Regions from separate parts of the Sus scrofa genome. Here region 1 is linked to region 2. The links are chromatin contacts, called in public HiChIP or PLAC-seq maps. All regions are on one chromosome and are shown on one strand. Each heading gives the region's core, a stretch centred on a gene start, on an enhancer-like site or on the middle of the called end of the contact. The rest is flanking DNA. Distances are from core to core; before and after follow the strand shown.

Region 1 (7,093 bases), core at 3,746-6,245, 150 kb after region 2:
ACAGTGTCTTTGGGGGGGGTCTCTGGAAGGTCCCTACCCCTCAGCCTCCTTCATGTCCCAAAGCCCGGGCTCCCATGCCTAGGAAGTCAGATGGTACTTGTGTCGGTGCTAAATGCCTGGGAGGGAGGGATTTCCTTGGTGGCTCAGCAGCTCATGAACCTGGGACTGGTATCCATGAGGACACAGGTTCGATCCCTGGCCTCGCTCCGTGGGTTAAGGACTGGGTGTTGTCGTGAGCTGTGGTGAAGGTCACAGATGCAGCTAGGATCCTGCGTTGCTGTGGCTATGGCATAGGCTGGCAGCTGTAGCTCCGATTGGACCCCTAGCCTGGGAACTTCCATATGCCATGGGTGAGGCCCTAAAAAGATCGAAAAAAAGAAAAAGCCTGGGAGGGAGTTTCCCACACCCAAGGAATGAATCGACAGAATGTGAAAAAGAATAGTGAGATGTGGGGGAAGTGATGGGGAAGTAGAGGGTGGGTAGGGGGTAGGTCTCTTATCTCAAAGCCTTTCCCAAGGAAGAAAGGGTTAAAGGGCTTCGATGGCTTGGACGGACAGCTGCCTTTTGGCCTCTCTTCTCATGACTTTCCCAGCTCCTTCCCCCTACGCACAGGTATATAATTGCTTTAAAAGAGCTCATGGTTATTTAGAAGCCTGAAAGAGAAAGAAGCATCTGAAACACCATTGTCAGAACAATGTAGAGAAATTGAATTGCAATGACAATTAGTCTGATAGGCTAAAGTAAATGAAAAGTCTCATCAATATTTCTTTTTATTTATTTTTTTGGAAATGATTTTCTTCCTACCCCCATTTTAATTTTGTCTTATAATTTTTGTCAGAATAGAAGTTCTTCCATTTTTAGACCAAGCATTGCTGTGAATCATGCTACATTAAAAATGAAAGTTTGCACTCATGGCAACTAACGGTGCTGGGAAATAGAAACACGATCCTCTATTAAAACTGCATGAGATGAACAGTGTCCCTGAAGAAAGCTTTTTAAAGAAAACTAGTCCTGCCATTTGCTGGGGCCAAAATACACACTCAAGTTTCCCTTCTTGGAGTCACAACCAACTGAAATAGACGTGGCTTCCGTGGAAAGGACATGGTGTGACAGGAATCACCAGGTTCAGGGTGGAGGGACCTGAGCAAATTCCTTAGACCCTCTGAGCTGCCATTCCCTCGATGCGGTGGCTTGACCAGTGGGTCTCAAATGATTTGGAGGTTATAAAAGCAACTAGGCCATTGGAGAACACCTGCTTACTTTTCTCACCTAATTTTCTTTCAACACTCTCCTTCTTGTCCCAAATTCCCCTGAATCCAGCATCAGACTGCCAACATGGCTTCATCATCCTTGCCTCTTTGCGGTTTCACCAATGGAGAGGTGGGCTCCCCAAAATGTAGATCCCATCAGGACAATGGCAGAGGCCTTAGCCATCCCCCACTCCCAAATCCATCCCCCAAACCGATGCCTTTCTCTTGAGACTCTTCCTTTTCCACCTTCAAACTGAAATTCCTAGGTGGAAAGCACTTCTTTCCAAAATTTTAACTATAAAATAATAAAATGAAATCTTGAGACCAGACCACTCTGCTGCATCTCTTATTTCTAGGAGAGAAACCCAACACCCAGGTGGGTAAAGCAGATTCCCCAAGGTCACAGAACTCTTAGCGACAGAGCCAGGACTAAAGCCCATGTTTTCCTGTCAACACCGTCATGTTTTTATTACCCAGGGGAGGGAAAGGAAGGAATATTTCTGAGGATCTATTATGTGCCCTGTAACTCAAATGACCTGGAAATGCTGATAGATATCATTGACTCCATTGTACAGATGAGGAAATTAAGACTCAGAATACCTTCCCTACAGAAACAGACTCACAGCCATAGAGACAAGAGCTGTGGCTGCCAAGGGGGAGAGAGGAGGGAGTGGGATGGACTGGGCGTTTGGGTTTAGTAGATGCAAACTCTTATAACTAGAATAGATAAGCAATGAGGCTCACTGTACAGCACAGGGAACGATAGTCTCTTGGAATAGACTATGATGGAAGAGAATACAAGGAAGGGAATGCGCGTGCATATATATGTGTGACTGAGTCACTTGGCTGTTCAGCAGAAATTTTCACAACATTGTAAACCAACTATACGCTAATAAAACATTTAAAAGAAAAAGAATAACTTCCCTAAATTCGTCTTTGTGGCAGGAAAATGAGAAACTCTTCTACTTCCAAAATTTTGCTTCACGCTTCTATTGCCCTCACTTTCATTCAAAAGAAGACTTTTCCTCTGGAACTTTTCTGAGTAAGAAAACCTAAGCATTCTTTTTTCACATGGATCTTGGGCGAGAGGTAAGATCTCAAGGGAGCCCGAGTGTTGTCCTGGTGTTGGACAAGAGGAAAAACCTGTTGTTGGGGGCAGGGGGGCGGTCAGGAAGGTGGAACCAGAGAGATGACAAAAGGCCACACATGGGCCTCCATGAGACCCCTTTTGAGACCCCAGAAACGTCGGCACATCTCTTCAACTTATGGAATGTTTGAATGTGGGGAGTTTTCTTAACAGAAAGTGGTGAAGGATGGACAGAACAGAGGTGAGTCATGTGGGAGTTGGGGACCAAGGGGAAAAGCCCAGAGAAATCGCAGGGAAGGCCCGGCTCCCTAAACCCAGGGTGTTAATTAGGTTTCAGGTTAAATGTTCCAAGGAGGAGGGGTGGGGTGGGGAAGCCACCTGACATCTGATTCCCCTGGTCTGAGGCTGGTGACCCCAATGAAATGGTGACACGGCCAACAGCCATCTCACACCTTGAATCTTGGGAGAGAAGCTTGCTCTTGCTTGATGGGTTTCAGCCTCCTCTCAGGGGCTCTCACAGACCCCCAAGAACACACATGCAAGCATCGAGTACAGCATCAAGTACACGCCTAAGGGCCACATCCTCTGAATTTCCTTGCCAGCAGTAGGGTTTTTGCAGGATATCCGTGTACATGAGCCTTGGGTTTTGTTTAAAGCACCAACTCACAACTCTGACTCAAAGAATACTTATCGGGAGCAACTAACTACATGAAATGCAGAGATGCATGTATCTGGTGAGTGCTGAGGGGGAATTGCTGTCCAGGGAGGAAGGAGACCCAGTGACAAATCACCATCCGAGGGCTCCAGAGAGCCAGCCCTGCACAGTGACTGCATGAGGGTGTGGGGGCTAACTGGGCTTGGGGGCGTTAAGGAAGCCTCTGCAGAGGCCATGAGGGCAGTGAAGGACAGGGAATCATGTGCCAGGAGCAGCAGCAAAAGGGCAGGCTCATCCAGGTGGGAAAATCAGGACTTTTAAATATTGATGTAATTTTGAGGGCAGAATCAACTAGAAAAAAAAGACGGTCAACCACAGTCAGATAAAGGCAGAACCAGTTCTCAAGATAATTAGAGGGCTTCGGCTCCCCCATCGACATCAATTTTATTAGTGTTGTTTGAACTTATCCTTACCGTTAATGGCTTCACAGCCACCCACTCCCCAGGCAGCTTCCTGGCAACCCCAGATCTCTGATCTAATTTTATTCCTGCGAAGTTTGGATTTAGAAGAAAATGCGCAGCAGCCTCACTGGGGAGAAGAAGGCTGGAGGAAAATGGTAAGTGCACGCCCCTGGAGAGCCCATGGGGTGGAAGGAGAAAGTAGGGGGATGGTTTCCAGGGGCAATACCCACAGAGTGACAGCATTTTATGTCACCGCCCAACTACTGTATTTACCCACCTCTGGGGAGGGTGACACAAGTGTCTGGAATGTGTATCTTATTTTTGCCCTGCCTACGTTTACATCCATAAAACGAGCAGAAAGGACTAATGAGTCTGGTTGGTCTGGGCAGGAACACTGCCTGCATTTTCCTTGGGCTGGTACTCTCGAGGCCATAAAAGGGCGCGTCCCAGGAAGGATGGGTGTTCACAGTTATGTGGCCCAGTGTGTGAGTGTGTCTGTGCAGAGAGGTGTGTTCCCAGCTGTACCAGGAGCACAGGGACAGGTACAACCACGACGCTATGACTCAGGCCTAAGGTGGGTGGAAGAGGAGACAGCACGTATTAATATAAAATCAGCACTCCCTCCTGGGCCCGCAGGAGGCCAGCCTTTGCCACTCCCTGCTGATGCCAGGCGGTTCTGATGTTTGGGGAATTCTCTAAGTCTAATTCTCTTTTGTGATCTATTGTCAACACCCATTGGCCTATGGGTTCAATGCAATCTCAATCAAAATTCCAGCAGAACGAAATACTCTGCTCTGTGAAAGATGCTGATGCCATTAAGACAAGCCATAGACTATTTGCAAAAGACCTAACTGATAGGAGACTCTTATCCAAGATATACCCAGAACACTTAAAATCCAACAATAGAAAAGTGAGCGACCCAATTTAAAAAAATGGCCAAAAGACCTGAATGGACACCTCATGGCAAGTAAGCATATAGAAAGATGTTAAACATAATATACAAATTTAAAAAGCCATGAGATACACTAAAAACCTATTGAAATGGCCAAAATCGAAAACACTACACACTAATGGAAAAGCAATATGGTACAGCCCCTTTGAAAGACAGTTTGGTAGTTTCTTACAAAACAAACACCCTCCAGCCATATGATCAAGCAATTATGCTCCTTGATATTTATCCAAAGTTGACAAAATACCCACACAAAAACTTGCACATGGGTATTCTGGGCATAACTGCCCAAATGTGGAAGCAGCCAAGAAGTCCTTCAGTAGGTGAATGGATAAATAAACTGTGGTACATCCAGACAACGGAATATGGTTCAGTGATAAAAAGAAATGAGCTATCAAGCCATGAACAGACACGGAGGAAACTTAAATACATATTACACATTCTACAATCTGAAAAGGGAACATACTGTATGTGATTCCAACCATGTGACATTCTGGATAAGGCAAAACTGTGGAGACAGTGAAAAGATCAGGGCTTACCAGGGGTTGTGGGGAGGGAAGGATGAGTAGTCGGAGCACAGAGGACTTTTAGGGCAGTGAAACTACTCTCTATGACACTATAATGGTGCGTATGTGTCATCATACATTTGTCCAAACCCATAGAATGTACAACACCAAGAATGAAATGTTGTAACATAAACTCTGGGCTCTGGGTAATAATGACGTGTCAATGTAAGTTCATCATTTGTAACTAATGCACCACTCTTGAGAGATGATGATGGGGGGCAGGGAATGTATAGGAAATCTCGGGACCTTCCACTACATTTTTCTATGAACCTAAAACTGTTTTTATTTTATTTTATTTTATTTTATTTTGTCTTTTTGCCTTTTCTTGAAATGCTCCTGTGGCATATGGAAGTTCCCAGGCTAGGGGTCTAATTGGAGCTGTAGCCACTGGCCTACACCACAGCAACGCGGGATCCAAGCGGCATCTGCGACCCACACCACAGCTCACAGCAACACCGGATCCTTAACCCAATGAGCAAGGCCAGGGATCGAACCCGCCACCTCGTGGTTCCTAGTTGGATTCATTAACCACTGCGCCACGACGGGAACTCCTAAAACTGTTTAAAATAAAATGCCTATTAAATACGCAAAGAAAGAATGTAGAAGTCTTGCTCTTTCGACCTACAGATGCAACCATTACATTTAAAGATACCCAAATGGACATAGGAAGCTCTCTGTCTTGTCGAAGGGAAGAATCTGTAAATAACTGCACATAAGAAATGAAAACACGATGAAAGCTGTTATTCCCTCAGCTGTATAGAAATTAATAAGATGCTTTCTCGTGTCTTATCCAATGGAAGATTTTCATATAGTATCATGATGCCAATTAAGTTGTGGCATCATATTGAGATCAATTATTCAGAGTTTAAAGAAAGTGGGATTCAGTGGTTTAGGGTGTCAACATTATGAGCAATTTAAAGGCCAAGTGGATTACAGCTTCTTGAACCAGAAATGAAAAGGCCACTGAAGCATCCTACAGGTTGTAATTTCTAATAAAGTGAATATTGATCATGAATCCACATGAACAAAACTCTTCGGGTTCCCCCCACTTTGTTGTGTGAGTAAGAGAGTAAAGTAAGAAGGCTACCTGAGGTTACCCCTAGCAGTGACAGGTCCATTTCTTGTTATGACCTCTTCAGGAGCAGTTTTTATGGAATTCCAGGCATCTATATCAATCCTTGGCTGCCTCTAGGATTTTGGTCCTTCTAGCTCTCAGGGGGCTGGCTTTGGGTCACCTGAAGGATTTTCACCAATATTAGCTTTCTTCTTCTTCTTGAATTTCTCTCTTATAAAACAATACTCTTTCTCTACTCACAGTACTTCTGACACCAAATGTGTGGGTTTTCCACACCAAGCAGTTCTCCTGTTATCTATGGACACTAAGTGGGTGTCCTATACTTTTATTCAATTCTGATTCTAATTGCTCTGTATGAGTGCAGACCCCACAGGTTGAAGGCTCAGTTCCACAAGACTGCCCCCCTTTTGTTGCCAGTTGCAAAGAGTGAGCCCCCAGGTTCCCCCACCTCTGTTTGACTTAGCTGCAAATTGGGGTTCCCAGGATTCCCTCCTCAAGGGCCAGTCATTCTCTATAATGGCTCACAGAATGCAGGGAAACTATTTATTATTCCTGATTTATTGTAAAGTATATTATGGAAGATTAGTTGACATCCAAAAGAAGAGCTACATACAGCAAGATGAGAAAGTTCTGAAGCTCAGAAGCGTCTTTTCCCGTGAAGTTTGGGCATATATCACCCTCCTGGCACCTGGATGCCTTCACCAACCCAGAAGCTCTAACCCTTTAGTTTTATGGAGGCTCTTTACAGGCGAGATAGATTGAATCATTCACCACTGGTGATTAATCCCCAGCCCCTTTTCCCTCCCTGGAAGTTAGGTGGTGAGATGAGACTTAAAGTTCCAACGCACTAATCACATGGTTGGTTACTATGGCAACCTGCCACCATCCTAGGAGGTCAGCTACCTAAGATGCTACCTAGGGGCCCTTAGCTACCAGTCACCTAATTAACATAAATTTTGTTCTAATTGAAAGGAGCTTATTATGAATAATGAAAGATGTTCCTTCACCCCATCACTCAGGAATTATAAGGAATTTTAAGGAATTGAGGTT
Region 2 (7,280 bases), core at 1,771-4,270:
GCATCTTGCTGGTGAATGCAGGTAGAGGTTTTCACTTTAGAGGAAGCATCAAACAAAGATCAGCTTAGCAGCCGAGCAGCCTTTCCTACCTGCCACGACTTTGCACACTAACTGGGCTGCTGTTGGTCCAGGCTCAGCCAGCACAGGTTCCGGGCCTCCTGTGGAGAGATGCCCCCTTGGAGCAGGCATGGCTGATGCCCAGGTGCCCTCAGAGCCCCCAGAAAAGGGCTCCCTTCCCACCCACAACCAGTGATGCTCTATGGAGCCAGGTGGCACCAAAGGTGGCCTTTAGTGGACAACAGGCCCCTTTCACTCCCCATGCAGGCCCGGGCCCAACAAGCCACGGCATTCACACGGGTGGTGATGGTGACACAATCGCTCAGTACTGACACTCACAGTGTTGGCAGCATCGGGCTGACCCGTGGACGTGGGCTCTGGACTGAGTGTGGATCCTGGCTGGACACGTACTGGTTGTGAGATCTTCGGAAGTGAAGTTCAGTTTCTTCGGCTGAGAAATGGCCATTACAATCCTGGCCTCACGGGGACCTCCGGGAGAACCTGGTCTGGGGATGGGCAGGGTGGCTGGTGGCCGTTAACACGGGCTTCACGCTCCCCCAACACCCACCCCCGAGAGGGGCTCTCCCTCCCTTGGTGCTCCCGGGCTTAGCTTCCTGGGGCTCCAGAATCAACAGCTAGTCCTCGGAATCAAGGCTGGGAAACCGGAAGGGAACAGGGGGGAGCAGGAAAGCAGGGTGGAGAGGACGTTATGATGGGATCCTCGTCCCGCACCGGGAAACCGACGCTGCGTCTGGAGGCACAAAGGATGCTTCAAGTAACAGACGGTCGGCAGAGGGGTCCGAGGATGGAGGACGGGACGGAGGGAGGAGGTGATATAAAGATCTCACTGCCGTCTCGGGGGCTCAGCGCGGTGGGACAGGCGCCTTTGCAAGGTCTCAAGGTAAGGATGTAAAATGGACATGCTCCTGGGGGGTGAGGGTGCATCGTGTTCAGGACCCGCAGCCCAGAGCCCCCCCAGAGGCATCAGAAGGGGGCACCAAACACGTACGGCAGGGGCACCCCCCCCCACACACACAAGGCTCTCACTGCAGCCACGTAGGTTCATCTCTTGTTTATTTTGTTCCAAACAAAACTAAAAATCACCACTCAAAATATCTGAGGAGCGTGCTCAAGTTAAAAGCTGTATGGAATTTGCAGCCGGAACATCGCAGACGGGTGGTCAGAAACGAGGGCTCCGGGCACTGCCGGGCAGGTCCTGCTGGCGGAGCGTCTCTCTCCGCCTTGAGCCTCCAACGGCGCTGCTGTCCAGGAGCGGGGGGGCCGCCGGGGGCACCCCGGTTGGCGGCATCGGCAGAGAGAAGATATTCCGGGTCTCCCCTGGGCTTCTGATGTGAGCATCCGGCTCCTCGAGGGCCGGACGGGCTCCTTCCTTGAGAGTCCAGAGAGGTCCACACAGGGCGCAGGCGGGCGAGGCCGGGGCTGAGGCCGGAGCTCGGGCTCTGCATCTTCACCCGGAGGGCGAGCTCCTCGCCTCCGGGGTTGCGGGTGGAAAACCGACTTGGCGTCATCATCGCTCGTGCTTAATGTTGGCCTCACTTGGCTCTAGGGTGACCCCGCTGCTGTTCCGAGGGCCCTCCTTCCTGCTGCCGTCCTTCTCCGTGTAAAACTCGGCGAGCACGGGGCAGTGTTCCGAAGCCACTCCGCCCCAGGACCAGTTGTCTGGAATCCAAGGGTTCGTGAGGCCTTCTCTCACGACAGCCCAGTGACCTGGAGGCAGAGGGGAGAGGGACCCAGAGGTCAGGCTGGGGGCTGGGAGGTCATAGGCCAGCCGGCAGCGGTGGGGTGGGCTCCCCGACAAGACCCCCCCAGCCATCCTGTCTGCCTGTGCAAACTGTCTCAGCTCAGAACGAGGTCTGTCCAGGACACACTTGCCTTCCCCCGCTGCAGATCAGTGAGTGCCTTTCATTATTTTTCACACCCTCCTTCACTCTTAAAGTGGCTCTGTTTGAATACAGCCACCTAAAAGTTAACCCCAAAAGAGGCCCACAGAGGAGGGAAATTCGCTTGTGGCTTTTATTCAGACCAAATGATCTGAAAGCATCAGTTCAGACGGGTGTCTCTTACTGGTTTCTGAACAGCACTTATGCTTTACCTGTGAAAACCTTCTTTAAGCTTTTACTGATCCAGATGTTGTCCAGCGTCTTCGAGCCTTGAGGATTCTTGGTGCTGATGTTGGTGAAGGTGTGCGCGGGGATCAGGGGGTGGAATTTCTCCTTCCTCAAGATGTCGTAGTCACTGCTGTCTGGCCCCTGGCCGAAATCCCCTAAGACGATCACATCTTTTTCTCCTGGAAGTAGAAGAAAGAAAGTCAGGAATGAATGAGGTGAAATAAACCAACACTGATCACAGCTCCTTTGAGCGGGAGGAGGACTCTCATTTGACTCCCCAAAGTTATTCTCCCAATTTTTCCAAATTCCTTGCGCAAAACCCCGCCTCTTCCCTGCAACTTTAAGGGTAGGTCAGTGACACATCTGGAGATGTGATGCAGAGATCACTGTTGTTCTGGATCATGGGTTCCAAATCTCACAGCATAGAAGGCTTAAAAGTCACACTTAGATATTTAACAAAAGCTCAACAAACACTTAAGGAGCACAGAGGAGACCTCATGGAGATGCAGGGAGAAGTCGGCCTCTACAAGTCAAGGAGAAGAAACCAACCCCGCCCACACCTTGATCATGGACCTTCCAGCCTCTGGAACTGTGAGAAAGCAAGTGTCTGTTGTCGAAGCCACCCAGTCTGTGGCATTTTGTCATGGTGGCCCGAGGAGACTCAGACAAAGTGGAAAGCTTTTCTTTTTAAAGTATTTCAACATTTCTGTCAGAGTTTGATTTACTAGAGTAAGTGAGATAGTTGTGAAGTCTTTTCCAAAGTGAGTAGATCATTCAGGAAGGCCAGATGGCCTAGCTACATTCCCTGGGATTCCCACTGACGGCCCAACTGGACCGTCACTTCCTGTCTCGAGGTTCCCTTCAGTGGAGCCAGGTTACCGCAGGGAACGGCATTCTTGTCACACCCTTCAAGGGAAGCTTTAAGGAAAGCAGTTCATAAACGAGGGCCAAATGCATCTGAGACCCTCAGCAAATCTTTTTCCTTGATGCAAATGTGCTTCAGTAATAATGGCTGGAGAAAGAAATTGAAAGGGAAATAACACAAAGCTACCAGCAGAGGGCACTCGTGCCCTGCCCGTGACCGCCTCCTCCAGGGGGCGCGAGGGACAGAAGCCTTTTCCGCAGTCACAGTGTGACCCACAGAGATGTAATCCCTCCTGCTAGATCACAGCTACCTTGGCACCCAGAGCAGGGCAAGCCCAACCAAGCTGTCTTGAGAAATCAGTGCCAACTTCCCACAGGAAAGCCAACTAGAGAATATTACTACTGACAAGTTACACGTGGCCAGGGCTCATGACCCTCTGCTGAGCCCTCGCAGGGTATCAGGCCCTGAGAGGTGGAAGGGTTTGCTCACATCCCCCAGGCAGCTCTCAAACCCAGGGCTCTTAACAAAGAGCGAGAACAGAAAAGCCCCCCATGCCTGGAGCAGAGCCTGCTGCCTGGCAGACCCTCGATCCACACGTGTGGAATAAATGGTGACAGAGAGACGAGAAAAACCTCAGATTTAAAGTGCAGGGTATTTTTGAAAAGAAAGAAGAGAAAGATGCTACATTTACTGAATATCACGGAAAACGGATATTAAGAAAGATGGAGGCAGAAGGTTCCCACGTAGAGCTTTTTTCACGGGGATGCAAGCCTATAAAGTTTGGACTGGAAAAGACAATTCCGAAACCAGGAGAGACGCTGGTGCCAAGGACCAATAAACTCAGCTCTGTGTAATGTCAGGGATGACAACACAGCTCTTTTTTTTTTCTTTGTCTTTTGTCTTCTTAGGGCCGCACCCTCGGCATATGGAGGTTCCCAGGCTAGGGGTTGAATCCGAGCTGCAGCTGCCAGCCTATGCCACAGCCACAGCCATGCCTCTGTGCCCTACACCACAGCTCATGGCAACGTCAGATTCTTAACCCAGTGAGTGAGGCCAGGGATCGAACCTGCGTCCTCATGGATGGTAGTCAGATTTGTTTCCACTGAGCCACGATGGGAACTCTGACACAACTCTTTTTGAACTGAATCATCCAGGTTTCTTACAACTCATCTTCTTCCTCTCTCTCTTTTTGTTTTACAGCACACCTGAGGCATACAGAGGTTCCTGGGCTAGGGGCCAAACTGGAGCGTCAGCTGTATGTCTACACCACAGCCACAGCAACACAGGATCTGAGCCACATCTGTGACCTACACCACAGCTCGCGGCAACACCGGATCCTTAACCCACTGAGCCAGGCCAGGGTTTGAACCTGCATCCTCACGGATACTATGTTGGGTTCTTAACCCACTGAGCCACAACGGGAACTCCAGTCTTCTTTAGAGGCCACAGATATGCATGGGCCTGAATTCTCCTAAAGGGCCGTTCACCAGGGTGGGCTCCTTAATTGTTTTCTTAGTTTCCAGAAGTGAGGGGAGAACGCGCAGGGCCGATTTCCTCAGAGCCTCTAGACGTAGGGTCTCAGGAGCTGGTCCCCAGTGGGGGCAGGTCTTCCCTGGAGGCCGAGCCCCTCTCCGCCCTGTGTCACTCCTGCTGGTTTGCAGAGCAGGCCCCACCCGGGGCTGAGTTCCAGCAGAGAATGGGGATCCGCCCCCGCCGACGTCAACGGGGTGCACATTCCAGACGAGGGCAGAAAGGCCCAGCGTCTGCTAATCGATGGCTCTGTTTGCCCTGATAGGAAGACGCCTGTGGAATAAAGACTCAGCCTTTGTTTCGGCTGAACCGCCTGCCTCTGCGCATCGATTTAGCCTCGCCGGCCTCTGGGCTGCAGCGCTTCCCGAATCCCGGCTCTGCCGCGTCGCCGGCAGCAATGAGGTCGATGTTAGTTATAAGCAGGGGGTGGCAGGGACATGAGTCACTGTCCCTACCTGGGCACGTCAAGGCCGAGTCAGATGTGGGTCAATAGTCCCCTGGCACCTCGAAACAATACCCTGCCCAGGTTTTCTGACATAAACTGGATGCCTGGCTGGCTATCAGAAAAAACAGCGAGGGCCTGAGGTTATCAGAGAAGGTGGGAACTGGCGTACTTTGTTCAGTGCTTCCGTGTAAGGAAAAGCCGAAGCCTGAGTTTGAGAACAAGGGAAATGTCCACAGATTTAAAAGCTATCAAGTCATCATTTTTCATAGGTTAGAAACTCTTGGGTAAAAGATCTCAACCTAAATAACCTTCTGACTTTTTTTTTAGCCCAAAGGTTCATCATTTTTGTTTTGTTTTGTTTTCTTTTCTTTTCTAGGGCCACAGCGGCGTTTGGAGCTTCCCAGGCTAGGGGTCGAATCGGAGCTCTAGCTGCCAGTCTACACCATGGCCACAGCAAGCCATGTCTGCAACCTACACCACAGCTCACGGCAACGCCAGATCTTTAACCCTCTGAGTGAAGCCAGGGATTGAACTCGCAGCCTCATGGTTCCCAGTCGGATTTGTTTCCATTGCGCCACAATGGGAACTGCAAAGATTCGTAATTTAAGGGGAATGCGGGTCACAGCACCTCCTGGTTCAGAGGTCAGCGGCATACCCAGGTTCATTATTCACAGTGATTCACAACAGCCAAGAGCTGGAAACAACCCGCGTGTCCACTGACTGAGGAAGGGAATAGCACTGGGCCCTAAAAGGAAAGGAAACGCTGACACCACAAACCATGAAGACATAAGGTGAGCAAAATAAGCTAGCCGAAGGACAAACAGTCTGAGAGTCTACTTATGTGAGATACCTAGAGTCGTCCATTCACAGGGTTGTTAGGGTTTGGGGGAAAAGGGGGAATGAGGAGTTTGTGTTTAATGGAAACAGAGTTTCAGTTTGGAAGATGAAAAAGTTCTAGAGGTAGATGGTGGTGACGGTTGGGAAACTGTAAATGCACCTAATACGACTGACCTGTACGATAAACGATGGTTAAGACAGTAAATTTCTTTTTTGTTGTTGTTTTGTCTTTTTAGGGCTGTACCTGTAGCATATGGAGGTTCCCAGGCTAGGGGTCACATCGCTGGTCCCCCATCAGATGGGGGCTTGAGAGGCAGTGACCGGCCTGATGCCCTATAACTGCCAAAGGAGCTAAGATTAAAACCCAGTTTCTCTGTCAGCTTCAGGGATTCCTGAGTCCCTGCATCCCACCAGGGAGAACAGGACTTTCCCACCACGGCACCAACTGGCTCTCTTTCACGAGAAGGGCATGTGCAGACCCGCAAGGGGCACCAACATGGGGGCATACCTGGGGCAGCAGAGCCCAGGATGAGTTGTCATGTGGGAGGGCCTCATCACTTAATATCTTCCCCCAATCTTTTCCATCCAAAAGAAGCTGAAGATCAAAGCATGGGCAGAAGACCTAAGTAGACATTTCTCCGAAGAAGACATGCACATGGCCAGGGGGCACATGAAAAGATGCTCAACATCACTAGTCATTACAGAAATGCAAGTCAAAACTACCATGAGGTACCACCCCACCCTGACCAGAATGGCCATCATTAGTAAGTCCACAAATAACAAAGGCTGGAGAGGGTATGGAGGAAAGGGAACCCTCCTACACTGATGGTGGGAATGTAAATGAGCACAACCACTATGGAAAACAGTGTAGAGGTTCCTCAGAAAACCAAATATAGAACTGCCATATGAGCTAGCAATCCCACTCCTGGGCATATATCTGGACAAAACCAGAATTCAAAAAGATACATGCACCCCTATGCTCACTGCCCCACTGTTCACAATAGTGAAGACATGGAAACAACCTAAACGTCCATTGACAGATGAATGGGTTAAGAAGATATGGTACATATACACAGTGGAATATTACTCAGCCATAAAAAGAGTGAAAGAATGTCCTTTGCAGCAACATGGATGACCTAGAGATTCTCATACTAAGTGAAGTCAGTCAGGGAGAGAAAGACAAATAGCATATGATATCGCTTATATGTAGAATCTAAAATATGGCCAAAAGAACTTAACTATAAAGCAGAGACAGACTCAGAGACATGGAGAACACACTTACAGTTGCCAAGGGGGAAGAGGGAAGGAGAAGGATGGACGGGGAGTTTGGGGTTAGTCGATGCAAACTATTACACTTAGAATGGATAAGCAAGGAGGTGCTAGAGTATAGCACAGAAAACTCCATCCAGTCACCTGG

What was found. HiChIP or PLAC-seq counts read pairs in DNA pulled down with a chosen protein or histone mark.
Region 1: an H3K27ac HiChIP or PLAC-seq map of alveolar macrophages shows a contact between it and region 2. The contact joins two enhancer-like sites. A contact is called at or near these places in 6 of 47 Hi-C or Micro-C datasets (alveolar macrophages, embryonic fibroblasts, heart right ventricle and 2 more) and 2 of 2 datasets of contacts at active chromatin or transcription factors (alveolar macrophages and skeletal muscle).

Annotation. Positions count from the first base shown.
Region 1 is chr18:37,976,151-37,983,243 of Sscrofa11.1, forward strand. No RefSeq gene overlaps it. Among named protein-coding and RNA genes, the nearest start is that of EEPD1, 31 kb to the left of the region's middle. Within about 2 kb of position 4,996, at least 1 of the 83 cell types and tissues checked has an H3K27ac peak or open chromatin away from gene starts, as enhancers often do. A contact at or near this core is called in alveolar macrophages, where this site is marked.
Region 2 is chr18:37,823,336-37,830,615 of Sscrofa11.1, forward strand. EEPD1 (endonuclease/exonuclease/phosphatase family domain-containing protein 1) reads right to left here. Exons shown (of 8, transcript XM_013985720.2): 7 at 2,171-2,365; 8 at 1,115-1,785. The coding sequence ends at 1,586. Among named protein-coding and RNA genes, the nearest start is that of KIAA0895, 110 kb to the left of the region's middle. Within about 2 kb of position 3,021, at least 20 of the 83 cell types and tissues checked have an H3K27ac peak or open chromatin away from gene starts, as enhancers often do. A contact at or near this core is called in alveolar macrophages, where this site is marked.